2 separate regions of the Hordeum vulgare genome follow, and region 2 is linked to region 1. The links are chromatin contacts, called in public Hi-C maps. All regions are on one chromosome and are shown on one strand. Each heading gives the region's core, a stretch centred on a gene start, on an enhancer-like site or on the middle of the called end of the contact. The rest is flanking DNA. Distances are from core to core; before and after follow the strand shown.

Region 1 (5,441 bases), core at 1,180-3,679:
AACTTGTTACCACAGTTACTCCGATGGCAAAAGTGGCGAGTAGTCAAGTACGACTTACAATTGCAACGCCCTGCTTGTCCGCACGGGTGATGTACACACAAAAGGTGGATATGACCACTGAAATGAGAGGAGCGATTGCAGAAACCCAGAAGAGCTTTTTATTCTTCTTGGCCTGAATTATCCCAATGGAACAGCATGATCATCACAAGTAGTCAAGGAGAACTAAGATGAAATTACGCACATGTATTATTATCTTACAATGTATTTTGTAGTTAGAAGAAATGCCAAGAAGGACGATCCAATCAATATCGTCTGCCAGTTCCACTGAATCAACACCGCAAGCGTAAGTTTTATGAAATATTTGATTTTATCCCGGAAGTTAAATGTATACAAAAGGTATGATATCTTACCCCATGTTGAACATTTCCCCATACCGATTCCATGACCGATATGATATCAGACTTCTTAGTGAATTTCGCTATGCCAAGTAAGCCTTTCAGCTGCTGAAGGGCAATGGTGATTGCGGCACCGGCCATGAACCCGACGATGGCCGCATGAGACAAGAACTCTATGATAAACCCTAGCCTGCAGCAGAGTCCGGTCAGAGACTACATAAAACAGATGACGTATTCAAGTGTTCATGCCAATATGTCATCATGAACTGGCAAGTTAACAGGCACCGGGGGACCATGTCGCCATGCGCACCTGAAGAATCCGAGCATTGCCTGAGTGATCCCTGCGAAGAAGGTTGCGGTGAACGCCAGCCGGCTGTACTCAAGTGGATTCTTGACGGGGTCGATCTCTTCCTGGAGGAGAGTGCCGAGCAACAGCGACACGACGGCCACTGGACCGATGGCTATGTCCCTGGAACTGCCCATCAGGGCGTATATCAAAGGCGGGACGAAGCTACTATCTGCGAAAAGGACCCAGCAAAACTCTGGTCATTCTAGTTGCATGCATACTTGCAGGAGCAAAACTGGGCATTCTACCGTGTTTCATGTGAACTTACACAGTCCAACATGTGGCTGCAGGTTGGCAAGCTTGGCATAACCAATGTCCTGGTGCAAGATAAGAGTAGACACCATGAGAACGCATGCCGGAGTGGACAAACCAACCAACTGTACCGTGATTGCTGCATGCAAGAAGAACAGCCGGCCAGCTACCTGAGGTATGCAGAGGCTGGCGATGGTGAGGCCGGCGACCAAGTCCCCCTTGAACTTGCCGAAGGTGTAGCTCCTGCTCCAGTCCAGCACCGGGAAGAGGTGCACCAGGCTGAGCCACAGCTTCTTGGACCTCGGCTGGTCCTTGTACTCCCGCAGCGGGTCGTCGGCGAAGAACGTCTCCTTCACCCCCTCGGCAAACTCGGCAAAGACGCCCTTGGCCGGCGGGAACCCGACCTTGTAGCCATGGTGGTGGTGGGTGCTGTCGGTGTGACGTTGCGACGCCGTCTGGCTGCAGACGTCGCCATCGAAATCTTCGCCTCCGTCCGACACGGTTCTCGGCATTCTTGCGGACGTTGCGTGCGCCTATGTGCAGACGGATACGTTTGCCTGAAGATGAAGCAACGAGTGAGATAATTAACATATATTAGTGCAGAACTGAAGTTAGATGTAAACGAACTCTCCATGTAATTTAGACGGAGAAATCATTAGTACTAATAATCAAATAAAGCATACACACACGCATGGACATGCATGGACATGCATGACCCTCTACATGCATGGTGCAACTAAGCTCTGAACTGAATGAAACAAATTACATCAAGGAAACCAAGACCAAGGGTCTTCTTCAGAACTGAAGGAAGGAATCAGAAACTCATATGCATGAACAACAATATATATCAAGAATGGAAGCAGCCAACACCACTGATCATTGCATATCATTCTTCACCGTGAATGAAGAACTAATAGACGAAAGGAAGAAAACATACACAAGTATGAGTGTATGACTACTGGAGAAACTCAGCCCACAAAGACAAAGGCCTGCTGCTTTGTGGTGATTTTTCAGAAGCCAGGGAATGTCCATTATATATAGATGCAGAGAAGCTCCGGCGCCTGTGATGAAGGTCAACTCCTATATTTTAATTGGAGGGCCAAGAGATAAGTTAAGCTGCAAATTATGCATCTGCGTCGAAAATCGCACCACATTCAACATAGCGCGGGGAACGCCTACCCTAATGAATAGGTTATTCTCACAGCTCATCACTTGCTGAACTTGTAAATCATTTCTGCGTAAACAATCAAACGGTTTCAGCGACAGGTGACAGAAGGAACAATGAAACTGGGTTTCAGCTCTCTGTGTGTGCTTGAATGTGATTGAAGAAAACTCATATGGGCCAGAGTGGACTTGAGCAAATGGGTGTATGTTATGTATTCCTACATGGGAAACTTATTAAGATATGCTAGCAGGTAGCAATCTTCATCAAATACAGTTTTGAAATGTTGGCAGTTTTTCTAGCTGAAAAGGAACGATTTCCTTCCTGGACCGTCGAGTCATGCACACGTTGGCTTAATGCGCAATCAAAATCCAATGAATAGAAAGTATAAGACATAAAGGGACCCAGACTTGTGCAATTTTAACATTTAGGCTTACCCAAATGCATGTGTTATGACTTGTGAAGCCATACAGAAACTTAAGGATTCAGAAGAGCACCGTCCACTGCAATTTTTAGCCTGCGGCTATTTCTAGCCTGCCCTATGTTTGTGCATGTGTTACACAAGCATAGTTTGCGAGAATCTCTCTTTCTTTTGCTTCTTATTCTGATGTACTGCTGTACTGAACTAGTTGGCGGTTTCTTCAACGGAAATCGGTAGGAGGACCCCTTGTTTCTAAAACAGTTGATCCAGTCATCAAGGGAACAAAAATAGATTTTTCTAACCCTAGTTATGTGCAAGTTCCACTGCTAATGGCATGCTACACCTTATAATATAGTCTGTCTCCTGGACTAGGCAGGTTGCAGGCCCCAATAATGCAGTTGTTAACTCTAGTTACACACCATCTGAACATGATCTGCAGCAGCAGAAGTGCAGGATCAGACTGCAGATCGACACAGTTAGTCGTCGCAATAATAGCTCGATTATATTGGTTTATTTTCTTTGTCTTCCCTAATTAACCAATACTCGTAGTATTTTTGGAAAATGCGGTCTGCCGATTGCATGAACCTGGTCAAAGAAGCGATATGCGATGAGGCTGGGCGACATGGTGGACGGCCCTGAAATGCACAGCGCCAACCTACGCGCTTCTCTGCCTAACAGATTCCTTCCTTGCACTCTCGGTGGCTCTCATCACTCGCTTGCGGACGAACCTTGGCCCTAAGCACACGTTGCAGCTGTAGCCTTTTTCCATTCTAGTGGTGGCCCAGTGTGCTCTGCTATTTTCAATACAGTTTCAGGATAGGAGCATCTACAATGTTGAGCGACACAGTAACTGCTCTGTGTAGATCATATTCCACCCATGCCCATGCATGATAGAATGGCAGTTTTTTAGAGTGCGCGCATGATAAAATGGAAGTATTCGTTCATGAAAAACACTGGGAAATCACATAAAACTCCCCGGTCAAAACCCAAGATAAAAATAAACAACATAAGAATAAGTCACTGTAGTGTCTGATCCAGTGATCCTATCATCATAGAAATCAAAGGAAAACAGTTCTTGTTTAACATTCCGGAAATCATCTAGATCACTGAAGACTGAACCCTGATGCCCCGAGAAAGAAAACAGTCACCCAAAGAACAGAGAGGAGGTGATAAAAGAAAGGCAGGGACTAAAACCCTTTACGAATACGCGGTCGAAAAACAGCTTTTCTGTGGGGCTTATTCCCTGCTGAGATGTGCAAAAAGAGAGAGAAAAAATATGGAGAGAAATCGAAAAGAAGGAACAAGTGGTCTTTCTTCTTACCGTGCTGTTCCTCTGGGAGCACCTTCGTGGAGCTCCAGACCTTTTCCTCCTCGCTTTTCCTGGGCCCCACCGGTGCTCTACTCCGACTATACCTTCCAGCAGATTGGATGGTGGAGGGTCGCTCCGAACGTGGACGCGATTGTGGGTCAGGAGATCTACGACAGCTCCTTCATCACTATTTAAAAGATGGGAGGAAGAAGAAGCGAAAAGAGAGAGGGGAGGGAGAGTCAAACCGTGTCCAGGTTCGATGAACCTGGTGGGGGAGGCAGCCCGGGCGTGAAGAACGGGATGGGAGTTAACCACCTGTTGCCACGTTGACTTTGCTCCATATTCACGGGTTTAAGAGGCTGGTATTTCACTGGGACTGCATGTAGGCTGCTGTACTGTCGACAACCGCACGGTGCGTTATAATTTTGACACTCTTAGCTGGCCAACATTCACTGCGGTTTCTCTAAAAAAAAAAAAGCATTCATTGGGGTGGGAATTACGAATATTTTTATAACAATTTTAGTTGTAGGAGGGTAACAATTTCTTCAGACTTGCATGGCAACAGTACCCTTCTTTTTTTGCGGGTGAAGCATGACAGCATTACCGTTCTTATTTGGACCCTTATTTGGACCCTTTTAGAGCATCTCCAACAGCCGCGCTTCGCGCCGCGCCAAAAAGCATGTTTGCCGCACGCTGGTTGCCTGGTTTGGCGCGTCGCGCAGTGCTGGCTCTAGCAGCAGCTTTAAAATGCAGCGCGCGTGCCGTTCCAGCAGCGCCCAAATATATGGCATTTGGACAAAAAATAGGTTGAAACATTCATCAAAATGCAATGAACATGTGAAATTTAACACAAACAAGTTGATGAATAAAAGTCATGCCCACAAGTTCATCCAACCAAGTTCAAAATGCAAACCAAGTTCAAAATACAAGTTCATCCAACAAAGTTGAAGACATATAACACATCAACCATCTTCCTCGTCTTTCGAAGACGATTCTTCCGCCTTCGAAGATGAATCTTCCTCCCTAACCTCATCACGCACCGCATCACGTGTAGCTCCGACGGTCTTGGCAAGATCTTCAATGGCATTTTCATGGGCATGTGTGTGAGGCACATCGAAAGACATTCCACCCATGGCCGGAGGTGCACCCATGCCTCCCATGAGAGAAGCAAAACTCATGCCACCCATGCCTCCCATAGCGTTGGAGGGTGCTCCAAAGCCACCCATCCCTCCCATAGCGTTGGAGGGTGCTCCAAAGCCACCCATGCCTCCTATGGCTCCGAAGCCACCCAAGCCTCCCATGGCGTCGAGGCACATGCCTCCCATAGCGTTGGAGGGTGCTCCAAAGCCACCCATGCCTCCCATAGCGTTGGAGGGTGCTCCAAAGCCACCCATGCCTCCCATAGCGTTGGAGGGTGCTCCAAAGCCACCCATGCCTCCTATGGCTCCGAAGCCACCCAAGCCTCCCATGGCGCCGAGGCCCATGCCTCCCATGGCGCCGAGGCCACCGCCACCCATGCCGCCAAGGCCACCGCCACCCATTGTGCGGATCATGGC
Region 2 (5,441 bases), core at 1,796-4,295, 81 kb after region 1:
TCCATCCCAAGAACATCCAACTCACAACCTATGCATATGCAAGACCACCAGTCAAAGACATGAAGCTAGTCATCTAGATCCGGCGATCATCTACTACCTTGCTTCCACCGTGGTGTATTTTGACGCTTCGGCCACTGCCAATGAGCGCCACCACTGGAGAATGGAGGGAGGTGTACCAACCCACCATGCCATGCCGGTCGAGCCATTAGGATGAGTCCCAAGCACGCCCTTCACTATATCTGTACTGAACGGGATCCGGGGCAAATCTACGAGACCACCGGAGCAGCTCTCCCTTGGACATGGATACGTCCACGCCATGCCGTTGAGCACGACCTGGCACTCATCGACCACCACCGCCTGGGGTCATCGCCTCGTCATCCGCCAACGCGCAGCGAGGTGACCACCCTGCCTAGGACATTTGTCCACCTCCACATGCATCGGGTTGATCTTTCACCCAGGTCCTCCACGACGTCTAGTCTGCATCGCCGCCACTGGACCTCCACCTGACGACCACACCTTCGCCCAAGGCCTCCACTCGAAACTATCCACCATGCCGCCAATATCCGTATAGTGGCCATGCCACCTCACGGGGGGAGGTACCCTCCCCTTCATCGCTAGATAGGGAGGAGACCCCCCACCACCACCGTTGACCACCAGACTTAGTCCATGGCGTCCTTCGGTAGCGACAGAGGGAGGGGAGGGTAGAGAGGGTGACCCGATGTCTAGGGTTTAGAGCGCCACCCAAGTCATCCAAGACGGGGGCAACATGGGGGTCCTTTTCAACTACCCAATGGCATTCAACTTTGGGTAAGTCTCTATCTAGAGTTCTTTATGGACAGAGTCCTCATAACATGGGTCTCGCTCCATCAGATACCATTCTTTCCCCTGATTTGCAACAATGGCCTGACGCTTGAGTAGTGGTGAACCAATCTGTGCGACAACATCTCTTGCAGACGCAATATTGCATGAAAGCTTATGACGACAAGAAAAAAATTGAGAGAATCTTTTCGGTGGGACAAGAAGCCTTTGTCAAGTTGCAACATTACATGCAATCTTCAATGGTGCACCGCTCAAACAATAAATTATCCTTCAAAATTTATAGACCCTATAAGATCATTGAGGGCACTCGGGAAATTGCCTATCATCTACAACTGCGAGAGTCCAACAAAGTTCTGTTTCACAACTCAACCAATGTATCAGGCCTCCTCTTGAGGTACAGACATCTCTGCCTTCCAACAATGCTTCTCTACTTATACTTGTGCGCATTTTGCAATGCGTCGCCTTGGTTCATACTATTGCTCAAGCTCTGGTCTAAATGGAGTGATTCTATTCTATAGGAGGCTACTTGGGAAGACGTCAACTCTTTTATGGCAACCGTTCCCGAGAGCACAGGCTTGGGGGCATGCCAGTTTTTAACGTATGACGGGGGTGGGGGGATGTGGCAACGTGAAGAAGATGACCAAAAAGACATGCGAGAAATGGGAGCTTCAAATCATGGGCCGACACCATGCCCCGCTAGTCTAAAGCGTGTTCCTCAGTGCCTTGTAGGCCCAAACCGGCAGGGGCGGAGCTAGTGGGGGGGGGGGGGGGGCGAGCGGGGGCCAGACCCCCCTATCGATTGGGCACCCCCATCGAACATTAGCGGGGACTAGGTGTGGGTATATCGAACAATATATTCAGATTAATTAGTACTTACAGTCATCATTAGCTGGCCCAATAGCTCGAAACAGGCCCAAGCCTAGTTAGCGAAAGAATGCTTAGGTATGGACTAGATGTATTGACTAGTCCTGCCGCTGTTTCACCAGATTCAACCCGTAGTAGGGCATCGCCAGCCACTGGCGGCGCTTTATCGCAGATCTGATCGACATCCCTCGTTGCTTGTTGCGTGGGACCTGCGTCTGTGTCCATCTCTTGATTCCCTGTATTAGCGGCTTCAAATTTCACACTCAAGGCTGCACAATATGTCTCACGTCGGATCGGAGGTACTATTTCATACTCAAGGCGTTGTAGATTTCTATTCCATGTGGCTAAGTTATTACCACTAATACATTTGTACGAACTGCGAGAGATGCTAGTTACCGTTCATCGGGTTGATTATAGATTGTAGACTAGCTAGTATACATAATAGCTTCAATCTTAAATTTTTTTATGGGTAGCTTCAATCTCTACCGATCAAATATTCTAGCACAAGTAGAATGACACAACAAGCTAAAACAGAAACCACACCATACGTGATTATCGACTTTCTTGCACTTGTTTAGGCGTATATGATCTACATTAATCTAATAGAAATCTACTTTCCTTCTTCTGTTTACAAAAATAGATGTCATCTTACGCTCCTCTTGTATGTTCATTGGCCAAAACATATATTATCTTGCATTCCTCTTATGTCTATATATTCGCGGAGAAAAAAAACTCTTCATACTCTTCTTCGCCCCCTCATGCTAAAATCCTGGATCCGCCCCTGCAAACCGGGCCGTTAAAGGTTGTACCCGAAAAAGTTTAAGTGTGTGTTCTGTAGCCACCTTTCCTTGGCAGGGAAGATGGTGGCTTCAGCCAACTGAATTCGGCTTGTAATTCGAAATTGCAGTGAGGAAGGCTGGGAGGAACATCAATAATCCGTTGATTTGCCTAGTTCTTGTCTGGTAGCTGAGAGAGATCCTTACACGGCTACTTGGCGACGGCCGCGAGGCGGCACTTTGAAAGTTTGAACGTTGCGTTTCTTGACCTTTTTTCTTCTGACAAGAGGTTTCTTATGCAAAAGTTGCACGCATGATGGTGCAGAAAAAGCTCCACCATGCATTTTCTATACTGCTCCGTGACGGCTTGTGCACAATGCCGTCACGGCGGCCGTCACCTTAGGCAGTTGCCGATCGAAAGAAAGGAAGAAGTGCCCAACTGAAGGACGCACGTTGTTACCTCGCCTTCTTGGCTGCTGCTGCTGCTGCTGCTTCTTCATGCGGTGCACTAAACCCGGGATGAGCCATCAGCCATGCATCCATCAACCATCATGGAAAGCTAGGTTTGACCGCCAGTGCAAATGGACGCATCCGATCTCTTTCCAGTTCGCGGCTGCCACCTATAGTATCGAGCGTTGAATCGCCCATCGCGGTCACGCCTAGTCTGCATGATTGCGAGCTTTTTTCTGCGATTTTTCATCGGCCTACGTCTGCAGACTGTGCCGTCACCAATGACACACTTTCAGTGGTAGGTAGGTTGATCCAGCATAGATATATACTCCCTCCATTCTTAAATATAAGCCTTTTAAATTTTTTCACTGAGGATCTAAATACGAAACAAAATGAATGAATATACATTTTAAAATATGTCTATACACATGCATATGTACTTCATTAGTGAAACAAAGACTTATATTTAGAGAGTGGAGGGAGTACATGCATGGCAAGTTAGCTCAAGACCACACAAATTGTAGTGCTAATTAATACGGATGGATGTGTTACAAATACTAACCAAAATAGTACCCTACACGACATCACTGGCCTTATCATGATTTGTTAATGCTTATCTAAGCCGTATATCGCCTGTGCGTCCACAGAAGCGCGGTTGACATTCTTCTGGCGGTCTAGTGGCTACAGATGATGCCCCTTTGTACGTGCAATGGTCATTCTCATTCGGGCGTCATCGGCCAATACGTACGTGGCGCCCCGGCAACGGATCGATGAGACGTACGTACGTCTCGGGTCCCAGCATTGTAGATCTTTTTTTTTTCTCGAACACGCATCGGGTGTTCATGTCTTTAGTAATCCCTTCGTCTGAAAATACTTGTCCGAAAAATAAATGTATCTAGATGTATTTTAGTCTCAGATACATCTATTTCTATTATTTTTGCGACAAGTAATTCCGGACGAAGAAAGTATTAGAAGAAGCACTGCAAGAAGGCACAAAGGCCTACAAAGCGGAACCAAAACAAAACCGCAAGGCAGAGCCCAAAACTAGAAGCTAGGCTAGCAAGCACCGATAGAAGCCAAAATCAAGCCAAAACTAATCTACACTGCAGCGTAGCCAGCAGATCTGGTGGGCAATAGAGTGCTACTGCTGCTGAATTGTGGAATTAGGTTCAGTTGATCCTAACTCAAATCTGACAAACTCAACAGTGAATGGAGCCGCCACCGCAACAGATACCCTGGCTTTGCCCATGCCTGGTGCGCAAGGGCACCGGCCGTTGACAAGCGAGCAAAATGTATGTTCGGTTTGCTCATGCCTCCCATTATCCATATCTGATAGGAGTATCTCACTTGCTACATGTTTAGGAACTGTCCGCCCTCAGAAGCATAATTCTTCAATTATTGAGAAGCTGGGGCTGGTGTGTGGGCTGTACATGCATATTTTAGTACGTACTATATATAAGATCCCTTCATGATAACACTAGAATAATATGAATTATGTTGCACAAAAAATAGAGCAATGCCTAACATGCTTGTTTGCTGATTTAGGCTAGCTTGGTCATAAAGTAAGTGAGTCAATTGTCAGTTCAATTAGCATCAGCCACCTTCTTCGAAATACATCTCTCTAAAATGAGAAGCTTCACCGAAACATAAGTTGTTATCTTGAGAGTGAATTCCAGTTTTTATCCCTTACTTTAATATTTTTGACACTAATTATCCCATTTAACAAATTTTCATCCAGATTACTCCATTTAGAAAAAAATTGTCAGTTTTTACCTCAGTAATTCTTTTCAAAGCGATCTTCCAGCTAACTCCCTGCAATCAGATTCCTCTTGACGTTTCTTCCAATGCCCGAACCAGTCACTTGGTGTAGCCACACCTGGTCTTTTTCTCATAGCTGTCAGGTCTATGTGTGCATCATATCGCAGGAAAGACGAACAGTTATCTTGAACGATCAGGTACGTTCAATTTTACATTGTGTGGGTTGTGGTTCGTAGGTTTGATGTGATGATATTTAGTTTTTTTCCTCGATGCAAAACATTGGAGGAAGCATTTATTTTATGCTTAGGTAAATCATCAAATAAAAACATCACATTCTGTTTTACAGATCTGTAGTGCTATTGTCGAACACGTGTTTTTTAGTAGGGCTCCAATAAAACGTGTCGATTTAAATTAGCACTACAAGTTATTAACATAATATGATGAGATTTCTTCTTTTAATAGAAATATATGCTTGGGCACTTAGAGCATCTCCAACAGCCGCGCTTCGCGCCGCGCCCAAAAATTGTATTTACAGCGCGCGCGCCGGCTGGTTTAGCGCAGGGATAGGCGCTGGCTCCAACAGCCGCGCTATAATGCAGCGCGCGCGCGCCGCTCCAGCAGTGTCCAAAAATGCAGCGCGCGCAGCACGCACAAACCACATATACATTTCAAAAAATAGGAAAAAAACGATCAAACAAACAAAATAAATCAACAATAAATAGTTATTACAACTCAAACAAATAGTTTATCGTTCAGTACAACAAATAATGCAAT

The links. A called contact is a pair of places that touch in the nucleus more often than the background predicts.
Region 2: a contact with region 1 is called in a Hi-C map of leaf, with 1.7 times the contacts expected there. The contact joins the enhancer-like site here to the promoter of LOC123449437 in region 1. A contact is called at or near these places in 2 of 6 Hi-C or Micro-C datasets (leaf and seedling).

Annotation. Positions count from the first base shown.
Region 1 is chr4H:550,021,990-550,027,430 of MorexV3_pseudomolecules_assembly, forward strand. It overlaps LOC123449437 (sulfate transporter 1.2-like), which reads right to left and starts at 2,430. Exons shown (of 12, transcript XM_045126667.1): 1 at 1,010-2,430; 2 at 706-913; 3 at 411-585; 4 at 259-324; 5 at 59-172. The coding sequence starts at 1,505.
Region 2 is chr4H:550,102,421-550,107,861 of MorexV3_pseudomolecules_assembly, forward strand. No RefSeq gene overlaps it. Among protein-coding and RNA genes, the nearest start is that of LOC123449437, 81 kb to the left of the region's middle. Within about 2 kb of position 3,046, at least 2 of the 3 cell types and tissues checked have open chromatin away from gene starts, as enhancers often do. A contact at or near this core is called in leaf, where this site is marked.